3 separate regions of the Hordeum vulgare genome follow, and regions 1 and 3 are each linked to region 2. The links are chromatin contacts, called in public Hi-C maps. All regions are on one chromosome and are shown on one strand. The core of a region is the stretch at or near the end of the contact, and the rest is flanking DNA. Distances in the headings are between cores, read along the strand shown. Region 1 holds the start of LOC123427060. Region 2 holds the start of LOC123427063 (probable inactive receptor kinase At1g27190). Region 3 holds the start of LOC123427061.

What was found. A called contact is a pair of places that touch in the nucleus more often than the background predicts.
Region 1: a Hi-C map of seedling shows a contact between it and region 2, with 5 times the contacts expected there. The contact joins the promoter of LOC123427060 here to the promoter of LOC123427063 in region 2. A contact is called at or near these places in 2 of 6 Hi-C or Micro-C datasets (leaf and seedling).
Region 3: a contact with region 2 is called in a Hi-C map of seedling, with 1.8 times the contacts expected there. The contact joins the promoter of LOC123427061 here to the promoter of LOC123427063 in region 2. A contact is called at or near these places in 2 of 6 Hi-C or Micro-C datasets (leaf and seedling).

The regions. Positions count from the first base shown.
Region 1 is chr2H:535,890,050-535,894,098 of MorexV3_pseudomolecules_assembly, reverse strand. LOC123427060 reads right to left here and starts at 1,606. Exons shown (of 5, transcript XM_045111004.1): 1 at 1,209-1,606. The coding sequence starts at 1,294. LOC123427058 (ATP-dependent DNA helicase Q-like 5) reads right to left here. Exons shown (of 21, transcript XM_045111001.1): 17 at 3,527-3,705; 18 at 3,399-3,423; 19 at 3,197-3,312; 20 at 2,899-3,104; 21 at 2,492-2,812. The coding sequence ends at 3,020.
Region 2 is chr2H:536,292,410-536,296,886 of MorexV3_pseudomolecules_assembly, reverse strand. It overlaps LOC123427063 (probable inactive receptor kinase At1g27190), which reads right to left and starts at 3,149. Exons shown (of 1, transcript XM_045111007.1): 1 at 829-3,149. The coding sequence starts at 3,009. The coding sequence ends at 1,132.
Region 3 is chr2H:535,945,619-535,949,729 of MorexV3_pseudomolecules_assembly, reverse strand. It overlaps LOC123427061, which reads right to left and starts at 2,504. Exons shown (of 3, transcript XM_045111005.1): 1 at 2,118-2,504; 2 at 1,276-1,494. The coding sequence starts at 2,387.

The DNA of each region.
Region 1 (4,049 bases), core at 357-2,856, 400 kb after region 2:
TTGTAGTGAAATCCTTTCATTTTCATGAAACTGGTAAAACAACCACCAATTCATCAAGTTCCACCAAAACGCACCCATGGCCGCACCACCGCAGCTACAAACCAGCCTGCCAAGCTAAAGAAACACCCAGCCGTAAAACAAGCAGCCAACCAGAACAAATGAACCACCCAGGACACAATCATGTCACACACATGACAGATACAAGCAGAGCCTAGGAATCGTCACTTACTTTGCCAATAGCCACTCTTAAAAGTTCAAAAACAAAGCCACTCTTTGCAGAGAACATGCATAACTCTTATGGGCAGGATCATCACAAAGTATTGATTAATCATCTCAATGGCAGTAGAACCAAAGTAAGGAAATACAGGTAGCATTATGTAACCAACTTGCCTCTAGCATTAGACATGCAGCAAATTTGCTACAGAAATCACAAATAATACCCTTATCTGGCAGTAGAACCAGAATGGATGTGAAAAGGTTAGGCTTCTAAGTGCCCCACCAAACCATCCGTATGATCCTAAAATGCTCTCAGATTAATTAATACTCCCTCCGTCCGGAAATACTTGTCGAGTTCTAGATACATCCATTTTTATTCTCCGACAAGTATTTCCGGACAGAGGGAGTAGCTAAAACCTCATGACTATGAGTAATGTGATACAGGGATGTCTCTCCACTACTTCCAGACGAAAACATACCGAAAGGGTACACAAAACTTTTGGCGCATTTTTTGTCCTAGTTGGGTAACTGTAAGCGTTCGTCCAACTCTCGCCCACGTGGCATATCCGGCATTTCCGCTGCCTCTCGTTGACAAAGTATTCTGCGGGTGGTTCATGAATAGCTGGTTTCAGAAGCAGTTGACGCAGATCATACTACCAGCGAAGCAAAACGAAACGCAGAAATAAGAGGAAGATCTCGCTAAGGTTGGCGAGGATCCACAGCCTATGTACGAAACTGATCAGCGGAATTATAGAAGGGAAAAAAGAGACTAAATAGAATTTAGCCAAATCCCGTTCCTAGCAGGTCTCGAATCCAAATCTCCGTTCACCTTCGCGCTAAGCAGATAAGCAACGAACTCCCGACCACCAAAATCGCACGCGCTCCCACAGGCTCAGCAATGCTCGCACAGGCAGCAGCCCGATGAGCGGAGCCAAGCCATCGATCATAACTGTAACGCGGGGCGGGGGAGGGGAGGGGAGCAGCTGGCTCACCAGGTGGTGAAGAACTTGGCGGACTGCGCGACCGCGAAGGCGAGGAGCCCCGCGACGAGCGGGTAGTTCACCACGGCGGCGGCCATCTCCAGCTAGGGTCGGGTCTCCTCGATCTCCGGCGGAGCCCTCTGGTACGGCGCGAGGGGAGAGGATTCGGGCTCGGCGCGAGGAAGCAACTGGAGGATGGCTGGCCTGGCTTCGTCTTCCTTCCTTCCTTCTGCCGTCGGCTTTTCCCCTCCCCCTCTCGCTCTCCTCCTGCGTGCTCTGGTAAATTCTGCGTGCGTGCGTTCGTGCCGCGCTACTCCTCCTACCAGTCTTTACGGACCCCGTTGCGCTGCGCTGCCGTCACGGCCCACGGAGAATAGATGGACCGACCGACGCGAGCACGGAATATTGCTTTTCCGGGGCTGGATTCCGTGGCACGGGAGAGTCGTTCGAATCGTTGCCCTGTTGGAACGGCACGGGCCCCGGCTGCCTGGTGTTGGTGTGGCCCCTCCGTTACGGACGGCTGGCTAGGATGGATAGCGATGGGCGTTGTGGGCGAATGAATATGCTTCGGGTCGCTAGATTTGAGCCACGCGAATATGCCACGCCATCGTCAAGTGCTTCGGTGGTTCCAGTACCGCATCAACCTGGTAGCTCACATAATTAATTAATTAAACAAAGGCAGCTACGTGTTCACCGGTGCAACAGCAACCCCGCTTACGTGTTGCTTGAGGTGCGAGGCCGCTGGTCGGTCGGCGGTCCAGATGCAGTACCGTGACATTGACACGGTTTCAGTTGAGGACATCCGGTTTGGGGTTTTTTTTTTTTTTTTTTTTTTGAAATTTCGGTTTGGGTATGTTGGGTATGGGCTGTGTGCACGCTTTGTCTCCCGTGCCGTGCCGGACGATGCAAATCTACAATTTGACTGCCTCTCTCTGCAAGCGACATGGTAGACGCCATGGCTAGGCCCCCATGGTTCGTACGGCAGCACACAGGACACGGTGTTCCAGCTAAAGCCGTGCGCTCCTGCCGGTGAACAAACGCTGCAGGACGCACCGCCTCAAGCTCGTACCTGCACGATCAATCGAATGGATCGGTTCACTCCAAGAATGATAGAGGCGCGCTGCCAGGACCCGCACCGTGTGCCTCTCCCAGAGCATATGCGAATATGCGGCGGCAGCATGCAATGAAACTGCCAACCACCAAATAACAATGCTAAGATCAGAGCTGACAACGGCAGCATGCAATGAAGCCAGGTTGGCCAGTCAACTCGAACAAGTGCGACCAAGACTCGGGGATACTCGGCTTCGGCTGATGCTGCTAAGTAATGAATATACATATCAGTATTACAGGTTCACAAGTTAGTTTCACACTGGATTATTACTAAAACGTTTAAGCATAACACAGCAACCCTCTCATCTGTCGACCTAGTATATCACTGGTTTCTCTTTGTTTCTTTAATCAGGAAATGTCTCTTCTTAAGCATCTTGATCCTGGCTGACCCGCCATATTACATAGACAGCTTGACTGAAAGGCCCGCGATGGTTTGCTGCATAGATACTTCACGCCGACGTGGCTGGTGTCCGCTCTGCAACCAATACTTTTTTTTTCAACCGCCTCTGCAAATTTATGGAAGCAACGGCGATCAGCGTTGAGCATTCGGGATAACAACTATTGGAGCATGTACATGGGAGTGGGCACGAACCTTCTCTGTGGTTAAATTTCTATCCGATTCCTGGTTTCAAACTTCATTCTTATGCATGTACTGTACATTGTAGCCTGGCAAGACCGCAAGACAAGGGTTCTGACTGATTGCTCTTGCAGCACTATTCACCCTTTCCAACGAATTTAACTAGCTCGGCTTTGGCAGCTTGTATGACCACTGGGAAATCAACCTCCATATAGCGTCCCCTGTGGGTAAAAACTTCAGCCCGTGAGCTAAATCGGTGGAAAGAGAAGATATACATAGATATAACAAAATGCGTCCGGAGAGAGAGAGAGACCAGAAGTGGTTTTTGGACCAGGTAGCAGCTGGGAAAGACGGGCTGGAGATGCCGTGCATAATCCTCGCGACGGCCCTCGGGGTGAATTTGGCAAACGAATTGCTCTGGAGGAATACCTGGCAGCGCAGTGAAGAGATTGTCAGGCGGGCCTGTTACATTGCTACCAATCACAGTGGAAAATGCACCTGGTGTTAGTTCTTACCTTTATGTCGGATTGCAAGAACGTGCTGCAGGAAGCAAAATCAAACATTCCATCAGATAAGACTTAAGCTCGGGACAGCGTAAGAAGCAAATGCTCTGGTGAGTTATGTGGGAAGAGAGCACACAAACCTGCTCTTGCGGAGCGGAGTACAGTAATCATCGTCTGGTGTGCCTTCCTTCTTGCTGAAGTAGTTTATAATCCTCTTCTGGATGCATGGGGTGTGCTCGGAGCCAGAACAGCCATCTGTCTTCTTACAACCTTTGACAGCATAGTCCGCAAGAGCAAACATGGCGTCTAGTTTCCTGATCTGTTTAAACAGTCCGTTAATATGCATAACTGAGACTAAGCTATCATTTATAAAAGCCTATTGAGTACTCCCTCTGTCTCAAAACTCTTGTCTTAGATTTGTTTAAATATGAATGTATCTAGTCAAGTTTTAATATTTAGATACATACATTTCTAGACAAAGCTAAAACAAGAATTTTGAAACGGAGGGAGTACATGATTTACTGCCTCTAAGGAATACTCCCTCAAAATAAGTGTCTTAAGTTTAGTACATTTTTATACTAGAGCTAGTACAAAGTGGAACCAAAAGTCCGAAATCATGAAAAGGGCTAGTGCAATCCACATATACTGTAACACCCCCTCTCA
Region 2 (4,477 bases), core at 1,900-4,399:
CCAGGAAAGGTCAAATTCAGGACTCTGATCTGATGTGAGAGCCCGTGATGGTGACAATTATGCAGACTGGGCATGTGCCATGGGACTGATTATTGTCGTCTCTCACAAAGAGCTGACTTCCAAATCAAAGAATAAGTAAAATATAACAGGAGGGCCAGCCAGATAAGAACGGATGCTGAGGAGAAAATGAAAGGTTGACGATGTTATTTCTACCATTATAATGCTTCGAATTATACGTAGCTTTAGAATGCAGAGCAGAGACCGAACAAGTAAATGGTCCAGGGTTGAAAAGTATAGGACAAAGACACATAGCTTGGAAACGTACGTTGAAGGATTTTAGCACCCAAATTGGAGTATTGCCAACAATAGCAAAGTGCCTAACGCAGAGCACACAAAAGACAGTACATGAGAATGAGACAGGGGAGCAAATTCACAAAAGAGAATGATAAAATGGGATTAGCATGCTACATAATGACCATATATGAGTAAGAGATAACAGAGTGCTACAAAACGGCCATGCAAATGTATGTTGAAGGATTTTAGCACCCAGATTGGAGCATTGCCAACAACAGCAAAGTGGGTTTCGTAAAGCCCACGAATTGCATGAGAACTGGAAAATGGAATATCATTGAGCAAATTCACAAATGAGAAAATGGTAAACTGGCTAGCAGAGTGCTACTCTGTGACCATGCAGGAGTAGGAGATAAACATAGTGCTACAAAACGGCCATGCAAATAGAGTTAATTTCCTGTAAACTTAAGATAAAAGACCAATTTTTTGAATGCCAATCAGAATCTGGTTTGTATAGGGGACTGGAGAGCAGGCCAGTTGTTCCAAGAAGGTGATATTAGAATTTAGACACAACAAGAATTACAGTTCCACAGAGATACTACAAGCACTAGCAATAACTTAAAAGACGATGCAGACTAATCTTACAGCTTACATGATTATCTCACCATCACCATGAGATGGTGCCATGATCCAACTGAGCATCCAGCAGTAATTACGGTTTTGCCGTGGATGTCTCGGCATGCCCTCGATCAATTCAACTGCCGGGGCTACGTGTGTAGCAGCATATTAAGCCTGACCAAGCGGTTCACAATCCATCCGAGGCGTCGCCGCCATCATCAGCTACATGGTGTCCGAGTCGTCCTTGTTATAGGCCAGCGGAAATTCGTCAAACTGCTCCGAGACATCCCGGCCAGTTCCAATGCTCTTCAGAGAGTGGTAAACCCTGTACATTGAGATCCTCTCCTTTGGCCGCGCAACAATACACTGAAAAGCCACCTTCAAGAACTCGCTGATCTCTGCATCATGGCCCTTCAATGACTTGTCCACGGCATCGGCAATTCGGCCGGTGCTCTTGAGCTGAAATACCCAATCCACCAATGTCCCCTTGAATCCTTCACCCACATCACTTGACACAGAGGCAGCCTCCTGCCCGCTCACGAGCTCCAGTAGTATGACCCCAAACGCATATGTATCACCCTTCATGGTACCAACTGGATTGCTAGCATACTCTGGGGCAACATACCCAAACTCCCCAAAGTCACCATTGAGGAAGGGGCTTGTATCTCCACCTTCACCCGGCGCCATCCGGACCAGCCTTGTGAGGCCAACATCTGTGATCCGAGCTTCATAGTCCTCGTCGAGAAGCACGGCGCTTGAGCTCAGGTTCTGGTGAATCTGTGGCATCTGGAACCCATGGTGCAGCCACGCAAGGCCGCGCGCCGCCCCAACAGCAATCCTGAGCCGCGTCGCCCAGTCGAGCAATGTCTCCCCTGGCTCCTTCATCACCTTGGAAAGAGCCCCACTCTCCATGTGCTTGTACACCAGCAGCCGCTCCTCCTCAACAACACAGAACCCTAGCAGCGGCACGATGTTGGGGTGGCGAAGCTGCCCAATCCGCCCCATCTCCGACCTGAACGCCTTCTCCGAGAGAGGGCACGAGTGCAGGCGCTTCACCGTTAGCGCGGACCCGTCGCGCAGCACGGCCCGGTACGCGGTCCCTGCCCGCGAGCTCCCCGCCACCACGATGTGGCTTGTGCTGAAGTCCTGTGTGGCTGCCAGCAGGTCGGCAAGCTTGACCTTGACGATCGGTTTCTGGAACAAGGACACGGGCGCCAGCCGGTTGTGTGCGGCCCGCAGGCGCTCCGCCCACCAGCTCCCGTCCTCGGCGGCGGTAACCTCCGACTCGGTTCCGCCGCGGCCCTGGCGGCGGCGGCCAGCCTTGCTCTTCCCGGTGCATCGCCAGAAGAAGAAGGCGAGGAGCAGCGAAGCGGCGGCGCCGAAGACCCCGGCAGCAATAACGATGCCGAGGCTGGAGCCCGTGAGCCCGCCGCCGCAGCGCGAGGAGATAGGGCGGCCGCAGAGGCCCGAGTTCCCGGAGAAGGAGTCCTTGGAGAAGGCGGAGCCGAGCTGGGACGGGATCTGGCCGACGAGGCGGTTCCGGGAGAGGTCGAGCGCCTTGAGGCGGTCGAGGCGCGCGAGGGAGGCGGGGATCTGGCCGGAGAAGGCGTTGTCGCTGAGCTTGAGCGAGTTGAGGAAGCGGCAGCTGGCGAGCTCGGAGGGGAGCGGGCCGCTGAGGCGGTTGCCGGAGAGGTCGAGGGTGACGACGAAGGGGAGCCAGTCGCAGAGCGCGGGCGGGATCGGGCCCTCGAGCGCGTTGGAGGAGAGGTCGAGCGTGGTGGCGGCCCTGCAGTACTGGAGGTCGGGGGGGATTTTGCCCTGGAGGCCGAAGCCGGAGAGGGAGACGGCGAGGATGCGCGACTCCTGCGGGTTCCAGCAGGAGATGCCGGAGAAGTCGCAGACGGCGCCCGCCGAGGCGTTGGTGGTCCAGGAGGAGAGGCGGCCCTCGGGGTCCCTGAGTTCGGCCTTGACGCCCTTGAGGCATCGCGCGTCGTCCTCCTGCGGCTCCGCCGCCGAGCCGGGCGCCGGCTGCGGCGCGGCGGGCGGGAGGGTGAGGGCTAGGGCCAGCAGCAGGAGGAGGAGGAGGGGGGAGGGCGGCATGGCGGACGGGTGGTGGAGGCCGTCGTGGTGGGGGTGGGGGGAGTGGTTTGACCAGGTGGGGAGACTGCGGGCGGGGGCGGAGTGGATGGGCGGTACTGCTGGTGTGTCGCGTGTGCGCGTTTTGGTGGGGCGGGTTGGAGTTGGACTGCGCCGCTGGGTGGGGGTGGATGGATGGATGGGGAGAGAAGTGAAGAAGAGGACGGGCTCGACACGGGGTGGTGGAAGGATTGCCGAGATTTGGAAGCGACGGACCGGACGGCTGGGCTGACTAGTACACCAGTGCCGACTCCATGAGTCTGAGTCTGAGTCTGAGTGAGTGGTGATTGCTTGGGCCGTGCCGGCCGCCAGACGGTCAGCACGCTAGGCTGGGCTCCGTGAAGGTGCCATAGCCTTCTGTTCTTCCGTTTCAGCGTTTTTTTTTTTGTTTTTTGCTTTTGCTTTGGACAACGCGGCAAGCTCAGTTTGATGTTTTTTCTAATTCTCAGTCCATTGGTATTTTCTTAAAACCTTGAGGCCTCGTTTGGCACGGAGGGATTGACAGCGTTTTAAAGATAAATTCCACGCGTGAGCCAAAACCCCCCCTAAAATAGCCCCGGGAGGGGGGTACTCGTGGATCTGGATGAAACTATACGCTGCTAGCCGCCACCGCCGTCCGACTCCTCCTCAACACCCCGTCCCCCCGACGTCAGCGAACTCCTCCGGCGACCCCAACTGGATTTCTTCCCGGTGGTAAGTCATTGTCGCCCCTCCCCTCCTTCCCCTCCCCCCTTCCCCCCTCCTGTCCCGAGAGGCGCCATGGCTGCCACCTCCCGCAAGCCCTCCATCCGCCTCATCCTCAACGACGAGCATCACAACTTATCACCGATGAGCTCGTTGTTAACGCAATGGCTACAACATTGTTCTCTTATAGCCCTTCTCTGAACCTAACCCTAGCCGACGAGATTGCCATTAATTTGTGTGGGTGATGGTCTGATGGATCTAGGATGGTCTGATGGTCTGATTGCCATTAACTTCGTTGTGGCTACTGTTGAGGTGGTGTTTAGTCAGGATTTTTGGACAAATGTGCTAGTTATGCTCATAGTTGTTGTGGTCAACTCGTAACAATGCATACCTGGGTGTGGTTGTTCTTGAGAGGAGAGCTGCTGGTAAAATTGCCTTTGCTCACCCACTCTTTCAATTTTTCGGGATCATTGAGATGGGTAGAGGCAAGAAGGAAGGAGCAATAAACTCAAATTATTTGTAGGCATTGGAACCTTTTAATCTGAAAGTTGTAGCTTTAGCTTGATGCAAATACTTACCACTCAGATCGTGGCGTCATTAGAACTGAATTCCCTATCCTATCACTCAATTTCGTGAGTCGGAAGAACTTTAAGTATTAGTGCATTCTTGTATACTTTCGAGGTATCAACTTACAGATGTTGCTTTATTGCTTCAGCTTGTGAACTTTGTAGCATTTTATACTAGATCA
Region 3 (4,111 bases), core at 1,255-3,754, 350 kb after region 2:
GTTCAACACAAAAACAGAGTTTTTTTTTTTTTGGTAAATGATAAGACTGATGTTCTGTCTCATGAAGTGGTCAGGTTGACACCAAAAGGCAATAATGTGCAAGCAGAATAAAATGGTTAACTTTTGTGGACCGCAAGTCAATGTGAATTCTATTCTCCATAATTTTCCTTTTTATGATGTTTTTCATAACTTCACCAAAATGTTGGGTGCTTTACTGAAAGAATTACTTCACAAAAGAATCAGCAATTTGCAGCTGAGAGATTTATAACTTTCAAAGCATTATATTTTGTAGTTCTGTACTGCAACTTTAAGAAGTTATTACTTTTTTTTAGGGTTAAGAAGTTGTGGATTTCATTAGCCATTGAGGATGCCCTTCTGCGGAGTCCTGCCCATAGCTAAAACTTATCATCCCTTATGCGTTATGCATTAAAGAAATATATGAAAGAATAAGTTTCCTCCTCACATTCTGATATTCCATGCATGCAACTCACAGCTGTAAAGAAAATGTACCACATGCATGTTTGCTTACAAGAAATTATATGCAGATTTCAACAATTTCTACTGATGAACCTACCAAAGTTTTTCATGAGAATTGCCAAAAAGAAAAATACCTTGTGCCAAAATTAGCATGTCATGATTCACTTAGATAAATGTACGGACAACAACTAATGATCACAGGTGTAAACTATGTTGTGACACATATGCAAAATGTTTTTTGTTTCAAGAATGGCATGAGCTGCCCTTTAATTAATGAGGTGTGCTTGGGTACCCCCCCCCCCCCCCACACACACACTCACACACACAAAACGTACAAAAGAGAACGTATACCCACCTCGTATTGTACACTACAGGCCGCCGTACGTATGCAATACGAGGTGGGTATACGTATGTCTCTCTATAGTGTACAATACGAGGTGGGTATACATATGTCTCTCTATAGTGTACAATACTAGGTGGGTATACGTTTCCCCTTCTACGTTTTGTTTGGTGGGGGGGGGGGGGGGAGGGGGGGAGGGGTGTACCGAAGCAAAAGTGTTAATTTATATGGATCACCTATTACTGATTTGAGCATTGTAAGATTAATATAGTAGAAATCTGGAAATCAATCGTACTAAGTAATTATGACCAACTGATCCATGCCCAGACAAATGCTTACAAAGTGAAGTGAACAAGAATTCATGAATTATTTACAGCATGAGAGGGGGAAGGTAGGTGTGTATGAACAGGAATACAGAAAATAGTGCTCTGTTTTAAATTTGGATGCTCTGATCATACCTCGTTCGCATTCACAGGCTGCTCAAGCTCAAGTCTGTGGGCTGACATTCGAGCAATCTCAGAGATGGCCGCGTCACGAACCTGCATATCATCACCAGCAAGCTCCTCGTATGCAGCCTCAAATGCTTCCTGCCAGAACCGTGGAAGGCGTATCTCATCGCTGGTGCGTGTGTACATGTCCCACATCCGACCAACTAATTTCTCCCTTTCCTCCATCTCCTGCTCAGTTATAACAAGCCTATTTTCATTCAGAATCCAATAACAAAACAACTACATAGTATTGTGCTTTCTAATGTCAACTATCAATACGATGAACCTCTTCTCAAATGATGAATTTTTTAGTGCACAGAATTCGGGGGTGTTTAATTTGTGGCTACACTTACGAGAAAAAAACATCAAATAAAAAGTTAAAATACTCCCTCCGTCCCAAAATAAGTGTGCTGCCTTAGTACTATATTTGTATTATCTTAGTACTAAATTATTTTGGAATGGAGGGAGTAATAATTAAGGAACGTATAGGAGGAACTCCGTTCAAGAAACAATTAAGTTCGAAAAGGTTCAGCAGTTCCTCCATTATGATTTGTCAAGAAAATTATGGCATTCGTCAGACATTAGAATATAAGACTTGGATTTGTTTTCCAAAGAAATGTAGATAGCGCAACAATCTGGATGCCTTATTTAAAGCGCCTACTGATCCGGATACAAGAAGAGATTCTTCACGGGGCGTCCTTGTTGTGAAACACAAATTTGCGCTTGCGCGTACGAACAGACCATACAGCAAGCACTTGACCGGTAAGAATACGAGCGGGGTGCGAAGCGAACAAAAGCAAAAGGAGTCTTACGAGGGAGTCGAGATCGCCGCGGAGTGGCGCGTCGAGGTCCCCCGCGACAGCGGCTGCTAGGTCGCCTGCTGACCAGCGGAGGGAGACGGAGGCGGCGGACATGGACCAGAGCGCGAGGAGCGCGATGGCGGCGAGGGCCCACACCTTGTACCGGCCCTTCCCGAGGAGCGCGGCCTCCGCGGCCCCGCCCGTGGAGGAGGCGGGGATGCTGATCTTGGTCGCCTGCAGAAGCGGCGCGGAGGCGTTGCTGTCGCCGGCGAGGGCCTTCATTGCTGCTGTCGGTGGGGGTGGGGTGGGAGTGTGTTCTTGGCAGTGAGCCGGTGGTGATGGGGTTGGCTTTTGTAGTTAGTGAGGTTGGCCGCGTGGGCCCTGCTTCCGATCCGATGCCACTGTGAGAGCCGGTGGTGGCTCGGTTGAGCTTTGAGGTGAGCGTGGTGGTGGGAGCTGAACGGCTCGGCTCTAGTGGAGAAAGACCGTCCAGGCCAGCATCATTGTAGCAAGTCAATCCAACGAGTCAAATGCACAAAACTATCCACAATGAGAATAACATAACTAGGTATTAATATATGTGTCATCTAAGCAATAAATATGATGTGGCAACTAATTAATTTAAAGAGAGAGAAATCAAGTAACTTAGACATGTGTCAATATATTGTCTCTTATCACGTTATCATAGAAGCATTAATAATTTAAGATACAACCATGTCAATGCATTGTTTTTTATGAGTTGTATCTACATTTAATAATTTGAAGTAAAGCATGCATATGATTGGGCTAGAATTATTTTTTACATATGCCACGTGCAATGGTTGTATGTTAGCTATAAGATACAACATCACTCTCTTTCTTAATTAACTAGTATATCACGTGAGCAAAATGCATATGAAACCGCGCTAAGAAACTAGCATTTCAAGACAAGATGAGACTATACGCTAATAAAAAAACTCAATATTACTATCCACTATGAAGATAGTAACTTAGACTAATAACATATATATGGGACGAGGATTTGTGGCTCTCAGGTGCTGTCCCCCTGATATCAGTCCCATTCGTTACTATAGTCAGATCTCGGCATTAATTGTTAGAAACCGTATATACATTGACATACGGGCTATATACTAGTGACATATACGTGGTGTTGAGGGCCGAGAAGTAATGATGATTGTACTTTTAGTACATGCAGGAACATAACATTTATTTTCCCTTGCAGGGTGTTCAGACGATGCCACTCCTCGTATCCCTTTATGCGTGCATAGAGATTCTCTTCTTATCCCCCAAAGCATCATGTTCATCCTCTCCTTCGAAGCTCAGGGCATAGTCATCCTGGGAGGAGATCTCCAAGGAAAGATTCAATGGTACATTAACGAGTTTCAAGACGGTCTAATGGAAGACAATGATTCGCATCAAATATAGTAATTTCATTTTCACGCCAGTGGCAACTGATTCACTTTTGGGGGCTGCTACGCATCCAACGACGGATGTTTAGTAAACATCCGTCACCTGGACGACCGTCCGTTCTACGCGCGCGGGGCTCCGGCCGGGCATCCAGTATTCTTGAAACAACGACGGAGTTGCAGAAACAATTGCTTCGTTGCAAAAAATAAATTTTAGACCCATTAATTTCTGAAACAACGGTCGAGTTTGAGAAACAATTGCTTTGTTGCAGTATTTTTTTTCCTTGGCTTTTCTGCAACATAGATACTGTTGCGGAAGAAATTTTTGCAACAAAGGTCATGTTGTAGAATTTTTTTGTCTTCATATTTATGCAACATATGTACTGTTGTGTCGTATTCCCGCAACAAGACATTTGTTGTGAAAAATTCTTGCAACATAGATGATGTTGTAGAAAAAGAAATTGCAGTGAAAATTCCTGCAACAATACCCCATCGTTGCTGACAGCATCGCCATGGGGTGGCATAGACGAACCTCGCGCCACGCCACATACCTGGACATACCTGGATGCGAAGGTGGTGTCGCTCTCGCCGGCGATGCTG